Linked DNA regions of Ovis aries: region 1 is linked to region 2. A link is a contact called in public Hi-C data. All regions are on one chromosome and are shown on one strand. Each heading gives the region's core, a stretch centred on a gene start, on an enhancer-like site or on the middle of the called end of the contact. The rest is flanking DNA. Distances are from core to core; before and after follow the strand shown. Region 1 overlaps B4GALT5 (beta-1,4-galactosyltransferase 5). Region 2 overlaps B4GALT5 (beta-1,4-galactosyltransferase 5).

The links. A called contact is a pair of places that touch in the nucleus more often than the background predicts.
Region 1: a contact with region 2 is called in a Hi-C map of liver, with 4 times the contacts expected there. The contact joins two enhancer-like sites. A contact is called at or near these places in 4 of 16 Hi-C or Micro-C datasets (blood and liver).

What each region holds. Positions count from the first base shown.
Region 1 is chr13:77,805,281-77,812,219 of ARS-UI_Ramb_v3.0, reverse strand. All of the region lies in intron 1 of B4GALT5 (beta-1,4-galactosyltransferase 5), which reads left to right. It overlaps LOC121816247 (a long non-coding RNA gene), which reads right to left. Exons shown (of 4, transcript XR_006055743.2): 4 at 1-6,939. Among named protein-coding and RNA genes, the nearest start is that of B4GALT5, 30 kb to the left of the region's middle. Within about 2 kb of position 3,414, at least 13 of the 54 cell types and tissues checked have an H3K27ac peak or open chromatin away from gene starts, as enhancers often do. A contact at or near this core is called in liver, where this site is marked.
Region 2 is chr13:77,764,827-77,771,317 of ARS-UI_Ramb_v3.0, reverse strand. B4GALT5 (beta-1,4-galactosyltransferase 5) reads left to right here. Exons shown (of 9, transcript XM_012189329.4): 8 at 3,683-3,784; 9 at 4,677-6,491. The coding sequence ends at 4,824. Among named protein-coding and RNA genes, the nearest start is that of B4GALT5, 70 kb to the left of the region's middle. Within about 2 kb of position 3,742, at least 8 of the 54 cell types and tissues checked have an H3K27ac peak or open chromatin away from gene starts, as enhancers often do. A contact at or near this core is called in liver, where this site is marked.

The sequences.
Region 1 (6,939 bases), core at 2,165-4,664, 41 kb before region 2:
TGTACTTATTTTGAAAACGCATGAGTGATGACTCCAATACCTGTACCCCTGTGTATTTTTTTTTCCTTTTTTCTGGTTCTTTTGATATTCAATCATCTGGTGTCCTGTCTCTTGGCATGCCTGGTAATTTCGATTGAAAACTGGTTTTTGTCTGTAAAAAGTTGTAGTTGGCCTTACATGATTTATCCTTGACTAGAGAAGGCTCCAGAGAAGGCAATGGCACCCCACTCCAGTACTCTTGCCTGGAAAATCCCATGGATGGAGGAGCCTGGTAAGCTGCCGTCCATGTGGTCGCTAAGAGTCAGACATGACTGAACGACTTCACTTTCACTTTTCACTTTCATGCATTGGAGAAGGAAATGGCAACCCACTCCAGTGTTCTTGCCTGGAGAATCCCAGGGATGGGGGAGCCTGGTGGGCTGCCATCTATAGGGTCGCACAGAGTCAGACACGACTGAAGCAACTTAGCAGCAGCAGCAGAGAAGGCTCACTTCATTTGCTAGGCAAAGCGGATGGGAGCTGATCCCATTATCCTGCCAGTCCGGAGCTGACCACAGCCAGGGTGGGGTTTACTTCTGCTCACCTGCTCTTAGGTCGTAGCCCTGCAGGAGTTCCAGCTGAGAATCTTGGCTGTATAGCAGGGCCCATCCTCCGCAATGTGCCCTGAACTTTGATCTTTGAATCCTCAGCACAGGAGATGGATAAAAACCCAGCTGTGCTCTTCGGAGGCTTTCTCCTCTCTTAGCCTCCAGACCTGTGCACCTTTGGGATTCTACTGTGCAAATCTCTTGAAGGGAAAGCTGGTGCAGTCCTTTTCACTGGGATCCTGGCCCCTTAAGACTCGATCCTTTAGATCTGAGATAACAGCCAGGAGCTCTGCTGATTCCTCTGCCTCTTCGTGGTGTCTTGGGTCCTTTGCCCAGACTGTCTGCCTCCTTTTTCAGCCTTGTTCTTGGTACCCAGAATTGGCAAATACCCTGAAGAACAAACCAACTGCAGTGTGTTGGCTCACACTGCCAAGGGATTCTCCCCTTTCCAGGATTTTGTCTCCTTGAATCCTGGCTACCTCAGGAACTCTGTGAAGTTTTCAACTTTTTTTCTTTTTACCCTTCTAGCTGTTCTCCGAGGAATCCCTGGTCTGAAGTAGCTACTTAGTAATAGTTGGAAGCAGACACTGGTTTATATAAATCTTGCTCAAGTGTTTTTTCTTTATTTTGTAGAAAAGATGGTATTAGTCTTTGCTCCATTTAAGGAAGACATGTCCATTTCAAAGGGAATTCAAAAGAAATATGACCTGTTGATTAATCTAAAACTGAATATATAAGTAAGTTATCATCACTAGTGTGCTTTTTGTCTAACAGTGTTAATGGTTAATTTAAAAGTGTTTTATTTCAGTTGCTAAGTCATGTCTGGCTCTTTGTGACCCCATGGACTGGAGCATGCCAGCCCCTTCTGTCCTTTTCCCAGAGTTTGCTCAGATTCACGCCCATTGAGTCAGTGATGCTCTTTAACCATCTCATCCTCTGCTGCTGACTTCTCCTTTTGCCCTCAGTCTTTCCCAGCAGCAGGGTGTTTTCCATGAGTCAGCTCTTACTAGGTGGCCAAAGTACTGGAGCTTCAGTATCAGACCTTCCAATGAATATTCAGGTTGATTTCCTTTAGGATTGACCAGTTTGATCTCCTTGCAGTCCAAGGGAGTCTCAAGAGTCTAATCCAGCACCACAATTCAAAAGCGTCAGTTCTTTGGTGCTCAGCCTTCTTTAGGATCCAACTCTCACATCTCTACATGACTGCTGGAAAAACCATAGCTTTGACTATGAAAAAAGAAAATAAGTGTTTTATAACACTTATAAGTGTTAGTCTTAGGCACAGACAAGTTAAATGGTTTATCTAAAGCAGAGCTTCTCAGTACCTGCACCAGTGACATACTGGGTTGGGTAATTCTTCGTTGCTGGGGGCTGTTCTGTGCAGTGTGGAATGTATAGCAGCATCTCTGGCCTTTTACTTAGTAAGATCCCCTAGCAACCACCTCCCGCAGCTGTGACAACCCAGAATGTCTCCAGATGCTGCCAGGTGTCCCCTGGGGAGCAAAGTCACTCCTGGTTGAAAGCCACTGGTCTAAGAGGAGGGTGGAGTTGTCCTAATTAGATGTTTTGCCAGAGAAGTGGAATTGAATTTTGATTTACTGGAGTTATTGTCTTCTACCATTGAACTGTTTTCCAGCTGCATTCTTGCCTGATCATTCAGTGGTAGACCCTGGGGCCCTTAAATGGTTATAGGAAGAAATAGGTTCAAGAGGGAAGGGGGTATAAGTGTACTTAACGGCTGGTTTAGACCCTGGTATGGCAGAAACCAGCACAACATTGTAAAGCGATTATCCTCCAATTAAAAATGAATATAAAAAATAAGAACATCCACCTAAAAAAGAAAAAGAATATATAGATTTTATCACCCTTGGCTTGCCTGTTGTGAATTGGGAGCATAGGTCACTCTTGAAGACAGACCCTTGCCTTTGGAGGTGAGGGTAAGGGGTCCAGCCTGTGTGTGGCTTCCCCTTGGGCGTCTGCAGAACAGTACTGTGGCCGTCTGTTTTCACTGTGATCTCACACGTGGCCAGTCTAAGCGGACAGGAGCAAATTAACCCAGAGGAGTCTGCTCAGAATGTAAACAAGCTCTTTGGAATCTAAGGGACAAAGGGCACAAAGAGATCAGAATTAGGGCTGAAACTAAGGGTTAAAAGTAACAAGACAGCTTAGAAGAATAGTGAGCTGGAGTGGACTTTGTGACACTGGCAAAAATGACTTAAGCTTTTTGCTACTTCTTTCTCTTACTCTGCAGACACTTTCCTGTTTTCCAGTTCATTCTGCTTTGATGCCAAGGCTCTTCATGGCTTTTTTTCTGGTACTCCCTGCCCATCGAGCCTCTTAGGTGCTGAGTCAGAGAAGATTGTTACAGCAGCAGCTCAGCGCCTCGGAGAGAAGTCCCGAGGCAGTGCTCAAAGGCTGCCCTCTTTCCTGCAAGCATATCCTGTAGCAGCTCTCACCTTAATTACTCTAAACCTCCTGTTCAGAGGTTGCTCTTTTCTTTCTCTTAAAGGCTTTCAAAACTATCCAGAAATGTCTATGACAGAAGGTTTTTGAGAGCTCTTAAAGAAGTGGGTCTGAAAAAGGAAAAAAAAGTAGTTCTGAATGTTAATGTGAACTGCATTTGATTCCTGGGACAGTGCTGTCCTTTATTTCAGTACTTTTCTAGCTGTTGCCTGGATATGTCGATCCTGAGTTCCCTAATATCTGTCTTGTACTATTTAAAATGATATTTTCACCTTACCTTTTTGATAGGCAGCTGCTAGGAGTCAGACAGACGTAAAAGAACGGGACAAGTAATTAATTGCCTGGGGAGCACCCGGGTGCAGGCTTGGAGCCAACATTTTCCTCCCTGCCCTTTGCCAGCCCACGGCCTTCTGGATGGCCACTCAGAGCCTGACCTTTGAGAGCCCAGCCACTGCTGTGCCTGCGGTTGTCAAAGGCAGGTCTGTCTGGGCCACAGTTTTATTTCTGGTCGGTTAGGAAGTAGCTGTGTTGGGATGGGCTCTGCGAACAGAGAAATTGTGGACGCCGCGGGGTTTGTGGTGCAGGTGGAGGGGAGAGCAAGTGCACACCTGCTGCCGCTCCTGGCGCAGGTGGTCACGTGGGGAAGGGGTGGCGAGGTCTTGGACACGCCCTGCAGCCTCTTTCTCAAGTCAGCCTTTAAACCACGACACATCTGAACAGACACATCGGAACAAACTCGTTAAGTCAGTTTATTGACCCGCTGCAGTGCGCTTAAGTGCTGGCTTTCCCAGAATGATCATCTTCTTTGTTACCCTGGGTTTTAAAGGCAGCTTAGAAGTTATTTACCTCTCTTCACAATCAGAAATAACAATATGGATAAAAAGAATACTCGAGTGGAAACTCACAAATATCATCACAGTTTTTTTTTCTGGAAGATTATCCTAAAACAAAAGGCTTACGAAAGTAACAATTGGGACTCATACGGAAGGCCCACTCCGTTCTAGTCGCTAACTTTGGAGTCTGAGATTTATTCTTTCCATCCTTCAGCAGGCCTATGAGATGCTCAGTCTTGAGCTGCAGACCACACGGCCGAGTGGGGTCCAAACTCAGCCATTGGTCTTAGCTGAATGGAAGGCTGATCTACCCCACTTTGCTTCCTCTCTGTTCACAGAGAAAGGGGATAGCGTTATTTGAACAAGTGGCTCTTCAGTGTGTCATTTAAGTCTACACGGAAGCCTTGATTGCTTTCTGTTACAGCACTGATAATATTGCGCAGCACATCATTAATTTGCACGCTCATGTTCTTGGTGTTGTATGTGGCCTCCAACAGTTCAGGCACCAATTTTTTTTTTAATTAAAAGAAATTTTAAGCTAGCGTGTGAGTGCTAACCATACCCACAGTCCTGCTCTTTGAGCTTTGTGGGTGCTACTCCTCTTCCTTACCTGATGAGGTAGGTGTTATTTCCTTCATTTTACAGGCAAGGAAATTGAGGTACAGAGAGTCTAGGTAACTTGACCATGGTTCTTTTTTTTAAAATGGTTAATTTTATTTTTGGCTGTGCGGGGCCTTCACTGCAGTGCTCCGGGCTCTTGTTTCAGTGTGCAGACTTCTCTTGTCAGGGGTCACTGGCTCCAGGGTTCTCCGGCTTCAGTGCCTGTGGCTCATGGGCTGAGTTGCCCACAGCATGTGGGATCTTCCTGGACCAGGAATCGAACCTGTGTCCTTTGCACTGGCAGGCAGATTCTTAACCACTGGACCACCAAGGAAGTCCTTGATTAAAGTCAGCACTCAAGCCCAGGTTGTCTTATTCTGGAGGCCAGGCTCTTAAATGCTAAGATCTAGTCCCATTTTAATGTATTTGGATCCCCATTGCTTTGTAGTAGAAGCTTAAATATTGATGAGTGGTTAGATTAAAAAGTTAATGAATATAAAAGCAACTCCTTGGAGGCTGGGCACAATGAAATTCTGATTTTAGAACGTATTTTCCTTTTTCAGGTAGATGAGAGGGTATAAATGCTGGTAAGGACTGGACAGGCCCTGGTGAGGATTAGAGTCAATTTAGAAGATGTGTTTTGTTGAAAGGGGAGATAGCCAATAGGCTACGCAGCACGGAAATTTCAAGAGAATCTAGAAATCTGGATTGAATAATAGTAATAGCAAATATTTAAATAAATCTAGTGCTTATTATGTTCTAGGCTTTATTCTTAGTATGTGACAAATGTTAACTCATTTAATCCTAAATGAGATAGGAGTATTGTTATCATCATTTTATAGATGAAGAAACTGAGGCACAGAACAGTTTTGTGGTTTTTTTTGCTCAAGGTCATTTAGCTGACTGGGAATTATCCCTAGGTAGTTCTCTTCCGAAATTGTTACTTTTAACCACTAAACTGTCTGGCAGTTAAATCACCTTTGAAAGTGAAAGGAAAACCAGAAGACATCTGATCAGCCAGACAATACATCTATGTGTAGATAATTTGCAGCTTCTCATCTGAACCTTAGCTTTTTGTGAGATGAAAACAATTTATTTCTAAGATAACTGCTTTCCTTAATCATTCTTAGTTGGCAATTTTTATCTGTTGTATACAAACTTACTTCTAAGTCATTCCACGTATGCTGCTGCTGCTAAGTCACTTCAGTCATGTCCGACTCTGTGTGACCCCATAGATGGCAGCCCACCAGGCTCCCCCGTCCCTGGGTTTCTCCAGGCAAGAACACTGGAGTGGGTTGCCATTTCCTTCCCCAATGCATGAAAGTGAAAAGTGAAAGTGAAGTTGCTCAGTCGTGTCCGACTCTTAGCGACCCCATGGACTGCAGCCTACCAGGCTCCTCTGTCCATGGGATTTTCCAGGCAAGAGTACTGGAGTGGGGTGCCACATTGCCTTCTCCGTTTCACGTATGCCAGTGTTGTTAAATATCAAAACTGTTCGTTAAACCCTCTACCTGTAGGGCTGGTTTGCTACTTGATAAATTCAAAACCTAGAGTTCTTACAGATTTCAGGTTTCCTTGGTATATTTAATAGTGGGGGAAAAAAGTTACCATCTTTCTGACATTTTTAACTTTACTTGCAGGATGCATTTTTCTTCTTTAAAATATTGCTTTTAAAAACTAGAGTTGCCAATTTCGTTAGCACAGGGTTGGTTGATTTTTTGTTAGGTTTTTGTTTTGGGCAAACATCATTTCTTTAATCTTCTTTAAAACAGGATTTTTCTTCCTCTAGTTCTGGTCATCTCAGCTAAAAGGGTGATAATGAAAAGCAATGTTAATGGGCTATTGGAATAGAATAATCAGAAATGTATAAGATGTTGATTTTTGAAGTTTAAAAATTGTTTAATAGGATATGAATAAATTGGAGATTTACAGCTTAAAACAGGTTTTGAATTGTGCACACATATGGTATTTATCACTTAATTGAAACTCTAGGCTGGTGTTTTGATTATTTTAATTGAGAAATTTAGCTTTGGAAGTATTTCTCTCTATTTGAAATGTGTTAGAAGCCAATATTGTGTTTCAGATTCTTTTAAAGTATGGATCCTAATTTCCCCCCATCTCTTTTGTTAATTATTTGATTTTTACCCCCAACGATTAGAACAGAAATCTTGAATTTGGCCATAGGCTAACAAACTGTACCAAACCTACTCTTTGAACCATATTTAACAAAATCTTTATTGGGTTGCTACGGTATGCTAGGCTGTTGTAAACATTGGGATAATGAGCAAAACATAACCAAAAAAAAAAATCTCTGCCCTCATGGAGCTGATGTTCTAATGTGTACCGGTCAAATCAGACAAAAAAGAGAAAATCATGAGTCATATTAGATGATTAGTGATATGGAGAAAGATAACTGGTGGGGGGAAGGCGTGGATATATGAGGGTTTTTTGAGGCA
Region 2 (6,491 bases), core at 2,493-4,992:
AGACCCCATGAATCTCAGCACGTCAGGCCTCCCTGTCCATCACCAACTCCCGGAGTTCACTCAAACTCAGTCCATCAAGTCGGTGATGCCATCCAGCCATCTCATCCTCTGTCGTCCCCTTCTCCTCCTGCCCCCAATCCCTCCCAGCATCAGAGTCTTTTCCAATGAGTCAACTCTTTTCATGAGGTGGCCAAAGTACTGGAGTTTCAGCTTTAGCATCATTCCTTCCAAAGAACACCCAGGGCTGATGTCGTTTAGAATGGACTGGTTGGATCTCCTTGCAGTCCAAGGGACTCTCAAGAATCTTCTCCAACACAACAGTTCAAAAGCATCAATTCTTCAACGCTTAGCTTTCTTCACAGTCCAACTCTCGCATCCATACATGAGCACTGGAAAAACCATAGCCTTGACTAGACGGACCTTTGTTGGCAAAGTAATGTCTCTGCTTTTCAATATGCTATCTAGGTTGGTCATAACTTTTCTTCCAAGGAGTGTCTTTTAATTTCATGGCTGCAGTCACCATCTGCAGTGATTTTGGAGCCCAAAAAAATAGTGTCTGACACTGTTTCCACTGTTCCCCCATCTATTTGCCATGAAGTGATGGGACCAGATGTCATGATCTTCGTTTTCTGAATGTTGAGCTTTAAGCCAACTTTATCACTCTCTCTTTCACTTTCATCAAGAGGCTTTTTAGTTCCTCTTCACTTTCTGCCACAAGGGTGGTGTCATCTCCATATCTGAGGTTTATTGATATTTCTCCTGGCAATCTTGATTCCAGCTTGTGCTTCTTCCAGCCCAGTGTTTCTCATGATGTACTCTGCATAGAAGTTAAATAAGCAGGGTGACAATATACAGCCTTGATGTACTGCTTTTCCTATTTGGAACCAGTCTGTTGTTCCATGTCCAGTTCTAACTGTTGCTTCCTGACCTGCATATAGGTTTCTCAAGAGGCAGGTCAGGTGGTCTGGTATTCCCATGTATTTAATTTTCAATGTTCTAGTAGCTCCATTTAGAAAGATTTTAAAAAGGAAAAAGGTGAAATTAAGTTTTTATATTAATAAAAATATTTTAACAATTATACTTACCACAGTATATCCAAAACAATACCATTTTAACATGCAATCCTATAAAATTTATTTTAATATAAAATATTAATGAGATATTCTACATTCATTTTTTTCTTACTAAATCTTAGAAATCTGGTGTGTACTTTACATGCATAGCCCATTGCACTGAAACCTTCCCAAACCAGAGGTCAGATATGAGTTATATTTACACAGATTTATCCTTGCCATCAGGTAAGGCTCATATTTTAAGTCTGTAGGAACAATCTCATGTGTGAGTAGTGTCAAATAGTATTTTTGTACAGTAAGTGAATAATAGGGGCTTCCCTGGTGGCTCAGCAATAAAGAATCCACCTGCCAGTGCAGGAGATGCTGGTTCAGTCCATGGGTCGGGAAGATCCCCTGGAGAAGGAAAAGGCAACCCACTCCAGTGTTCTCGCCTGGGAAATCCCATAAACAGAGGAGCCTGACGGGCTACAGTCCATGGGGTCACAAAGAGCTGGACACAGCGGAGCCACTAAACAGCAGCCCAGCAACTATGCCATTTTTACATAAGGGATTTGGGTATCCTCAGATTTTAGTAACTGCAGGGAGGGTGCTGGAACCAGTCCCCCCACGTGGAGACTGAGGAACGACTATATATCACAATGAGAGTATAATTTGGATTCAGAGGAGGCTGGTAAAAATTCAGATAATATAGAAGTGTATAAACAAAAGGGGCTTCCCTGGTGGCTCAGTGGTGAAGAATCCACCTGCAATGCAGGAGTCGTAGGAAATGCAGGTTTGATCCCTGGGTCGAGGAGATCCCCTGGAGGAGGGCATGGCCACCCACTCCATGAACAGGAGCTTGGCAGCAGCTCCTGGACAATTCTTTCTCAGTCTGATGGGTAAAAATGGCATCTCATCCTTTTAATTTGGGTTTCTTAGGAACCTGGTGAGGATGAGCACCTTTTCTGTACTGGTTTGACTGGTTTCTGAATCTAGCTGGGCTCCCCTAGGACATCTGTTCTGCTGGCTCATCTTTTTCATAGTCCATAGGGTCGCCAAGAATTGGACACAACTGAAGTGACTTAGCATGCACGCACGCATATAAACAAAAGAGTATAAGTCCTAATCCCCATTGTTATCCTGTTTCCTTCCCAGGAAGTAGCCATTTGAACAAGCAGTTTCTTTATGGTTCTTTCTATTCATACATAAACAACCTAGACACATCCCTTCTCCCCTTCCAATCATGTCAATACAGAGAGCCATTTCATTATTATTATAATTACGTGGTATTTCCTTGTGTAGACAGATAGCAATTTATTTTTAATCCTCTCCTATTGATGAACAGTGTTGTTTAATTTTGAGCGTCTTTTGTTCACATGAGCAAATATTTCTGTAGGTTAATTTCCTGGTTGCAGAACTGCAGAGTCAAGAAGTAAATGCACTTTTAAAATTTTGATAGTTATTGTCTGATTTTCCTCCAGAAAAGATTGCAGAAGTATTGTGACCAACAGTACATAAGCGTACAAATTTTCTTACCGCACCACCTGCTTTTGGATATAAACGACCATTGAAATTTGTGCCCCATTTCACCACAGCAGCTCCTGGACAATTCTTTCTCAGTCTGATGGGTAAAAATGGCATCTCATCCTTTTAATTTGGGTTTCTTAGGAACCTGGTGAGGATGAGCACCTTTTCTGTACTGGTTTGACTGGTTTCTGAATCTAGTTGGGCTCCCCTAGGACATCTGTTCTGCTGGCTCATCTTTTTCTTTCCCCAGCTCAGCAAGGAGTCCCTCAGGCCAGGAATGTGTGACTGGTTTTCCCCAGCACCCCCACACAATTCCAGGCACACAGTAGGCATTTCATACATATTTATCAAATGAGAGGGAGAACACATCTTCACCCTGTCAGCCCTCCATATCCGTGGGTTCTGAATTTGAGGATTCAACCAGCTATGGATTGGGGGGGGGTGGGGGTGCGGAATTCCAAAAAGTTCCAAAAATCAAAACTTGGATTTGCTCCCTGCAAGCAACTATTTACATAGCATTGAGGCAGAGATGATTTAAGGTCTGCCGGAGGATTTGTGGGGGTTTTATGCAGATACTATGCCATTTTGGGCTTCCCAGGTGGCTCAGAGGGTAAAGAACCCACCTGCCAATGCAGGAGACATAAGAGACACAGGTTCCATCCCTGGGTCAGGAAGATCCCCTGGAGAAGGAAATGGCAACCCACTCCAGTACTCTTGCCTGGGAAATTCTGTGGACAGAGGAGCCTGGTGGGTTACAGTCCATGGAGTCACAAACGAGTCAGACACGGCTTAGCAACTAAACAACAAACAAGCTGACCCAGAGGGGGCATGTGTACACCTGTCTGCAGGGGGACCCACATGGTTGTACCTGTCACTGAGACACCATGTCAAACCTACGGAATTTTTAATTTCTCTTTTTTTTTCCAAAACTTTTCATATTGTAGACTTTTCTAAAACCATGAACTTATCCAGAGGGAAAGTGACTTGAATATATAGATGCAAAAGAAGCACTGTTGTTCAACTTGGCGTTCCTCAGCCTTGGGATAGGTTTGGTCTCACCTGTCAGACTTGATCATTTTACCCATCTTCTTTGTCTTGGACAGAGTCCAGAATGCAGGCTATTCTGTGAGTCGGCCGGAAGGTGACACAGGGAAGTACAAGTCCATTCCTCATCACCATCGAGGAGAGGTCCAGTTTCTTGGAAGGTTGGTGCAGTTTTTTTTATTCCTCATACAAAAGTCCTATATTTCCAGGGTCCTCAAGCATTGCAGTCCCTGGGCTTGCTCCTCACCCCTTCCAAGGTCTTGTTCAGACAGCTGTGTAAGAGTTCCTGTTTATCACTCACTTTAAGTGTGAGGCAGGTGTTTGGGGGCAAAATGATACTATTGGTGAAAAATGTGATTATAAGATCTTTTCAGGAAATCACTCCTCCTCCTCCTTAAGCTTTGTAGTTGTCTGCGCTGTAGCCTTCAGGGAGTTGGAGAAAAACCCTTTCGGGTCAAAGTCTATGTAAACTCACGCTCATGTGACAGAGTTTGGCACCCTCTCTGCGAGCTCGGTTCTGGAAGGGTGTCCCTGAGCCTCTGTGTGGCTGCAGCTGCTTTATCACCCTGTACCAACCTTCAGTGAAACAAACTCCAGGTCAGGCTGAGCAGAGGCGAGTGGATGGCGTGCCTCTCCAGGTCCTTGGGAGTGGCTCTTTCTGTCTTTCGTTAATTGTTGGGAGGACTGTCTTCACGACAGTCGATCCAACTGCATGAACTGTTTTCCTGGGGAGTAAGAGGGCACTGAATACAGATGGAACTTTCTCGTCCCCCCATTTAACATCTTACCTCCGCTTCCCCACTCAGGGATCTCGGGCGAGCCAGTTAGGATTGTGAACCTCGGTTTCCTCCTCTGCCGAGGGGCAGGCGCGTTAAATGAAGTCCAACGGCTCGCGTGAAATAGGAGGTGTTTCCAGTTCTGATAATGGCGCGCAGCCTGGAGGAGCCTAACGGCTGATGCCCCGCCCTGCGGGGCCGGGCAGGAGCGTGGTCTCCCCGGGTTGTGCTGCTCGGCCCCTCGCTCAGAGCCGCCCCCTGTGTTCCTGCTTCACAGGTACGCTCTGCTGAGGAAGTCCAAGGAGCGGCAAGCGGTGGACGGCCTCAACAACTTGAACTACTTCGCGAACGTCACGTACGACGCCTTGTATAAAAACATTACCGTCAACTTGACACCCGAGCTGGCTCAGGTGACTGAGTACTGAGCGGAGGGGGGAACAGTCATTGGCTTCCCCCACCGCCCCCAGGACAGCAGCCCAGGACGCGTCTCGGGGGGGGGGCGCTCCCCAGGGGAAGAGAACAGGAAACCCAGCGCCTCCTGAAGGATCACAGGGTTCAAGGAAAAAAAAATGTGAACAGAGCACACGCACAAAAACGCCTTCCCCGTCCGGACCCGCCGGGGTAGAGGGAGGCGGCCGGGAACTGACCTGCCCTTTTCACAAGACCGACGTCTGTCCTGCTGCCCTCCTCCCCGGCCTCCCGCCCCGTCGTCGCCCTGTCTCCGCCACGGGCCTCCGCAACCGGAACCGGAACCGGAAGCGCCCCGGAGCCTCTCCCCCTGCGAGAACGGCCTGGGCGGCAGCTTGGCCTCCAGAGCAGAGAGGCAGACCCGCCGCAGGGCAGCTGTGTTTTAGGAAGAGCAAAAGGAAACTCCACACAACCATCCTTCTACATCTCTGGTGTCCCCTCTCTTTCTCTTTTTTCTAAATTACCTGCTTTGGGTGGGGATTGAGGGTGGAAGGGGAGGGCTTGGGGAAGAGAAATAGACATGCAACAATCACTTCTTGAAGAAGTATAATTGTAAATAAGCCATGTAAAATGCTTTTTTTTTTTTTAAATTTAATTTTCTAGCCGGCTCCAACTCAAACCAAGGGTTTATACATCAGATCCTGTATTGGTTTGGCAGACGCAGGAACTCGGCTAAAAGGGAACGACAGCATCTCCCCGGTTGCTGTCATTGTGGAAAGGAGTGGATATAGAGCGTGTCATGGCAGAACGAAACAGTCCAGTCATTATTGCCAGTGGCCAACTTCTGCCTCACCTCCCGTCCCCTTTTCCAAAAGCGTTGCTCTTGACTTTGGCTTTGGTTTTCTCTTCCCTGTTGGGCAGTCCTTCCCGGTCCCAGCCTTGTGCTGAACAGGAAGCTGTGGATAGTGCTGTCCTGCCTGAAGCAAACCCTTCAGGTGGGCCCACTGCACACTGCTGGCTGTCTCGCCTTGGTGTCTCATCCTTTCCTCGGCATCAGGAGAGAGTGGGGTGTTGGTTTTTCCTTCTTTCTGATTCTCTCTCTTTCTTTCGCTTGCTCTTGTGGACCGTGGCCACAGTTTCTGAAATCTGTGCCTAAATTACCAACCAACTTCAATGATTCCGCTGAATATTCCCCTTTTTGGTTTCTGGAAAGGTGGGGTTTTTGTTTTTGTTTTTTTCCCTTCGGTCAACATTATTAACTAGTATTGGGTTGACCAAAAAGCTCACTTGGGTCATTCTGTACCATAGTACGGGAAAACCCAAATGAACTTCTTGGCCAGCCCGATATATAGAATCATGAGCAACCGAATGATGTGGAACTTAGCCAGGGAGCAGGTGACACTTGTGTGCTGCGGGTCAACTGGGATCCAGGCTAGACCAAATCAAAGCTTTGGGATTAGATTAACAAAGCTGCTGGACAGACAGACATAGGAGCTCACATGCTCCTTTCACATCCCTGTGTGCTTTTTTGAAGTCAGATTCTAAATTGCATTTGAATTTGTGCCTCTCTGTTTTCCCCTGAGCCAAATCCCTCTCCTAATAGTCCCCTTTGGCTCCTGCAGAATTCTGAGAAATACCAGGTTTCCCTCATCCTTTTCCATAAAACATATTTATGTATCCATAC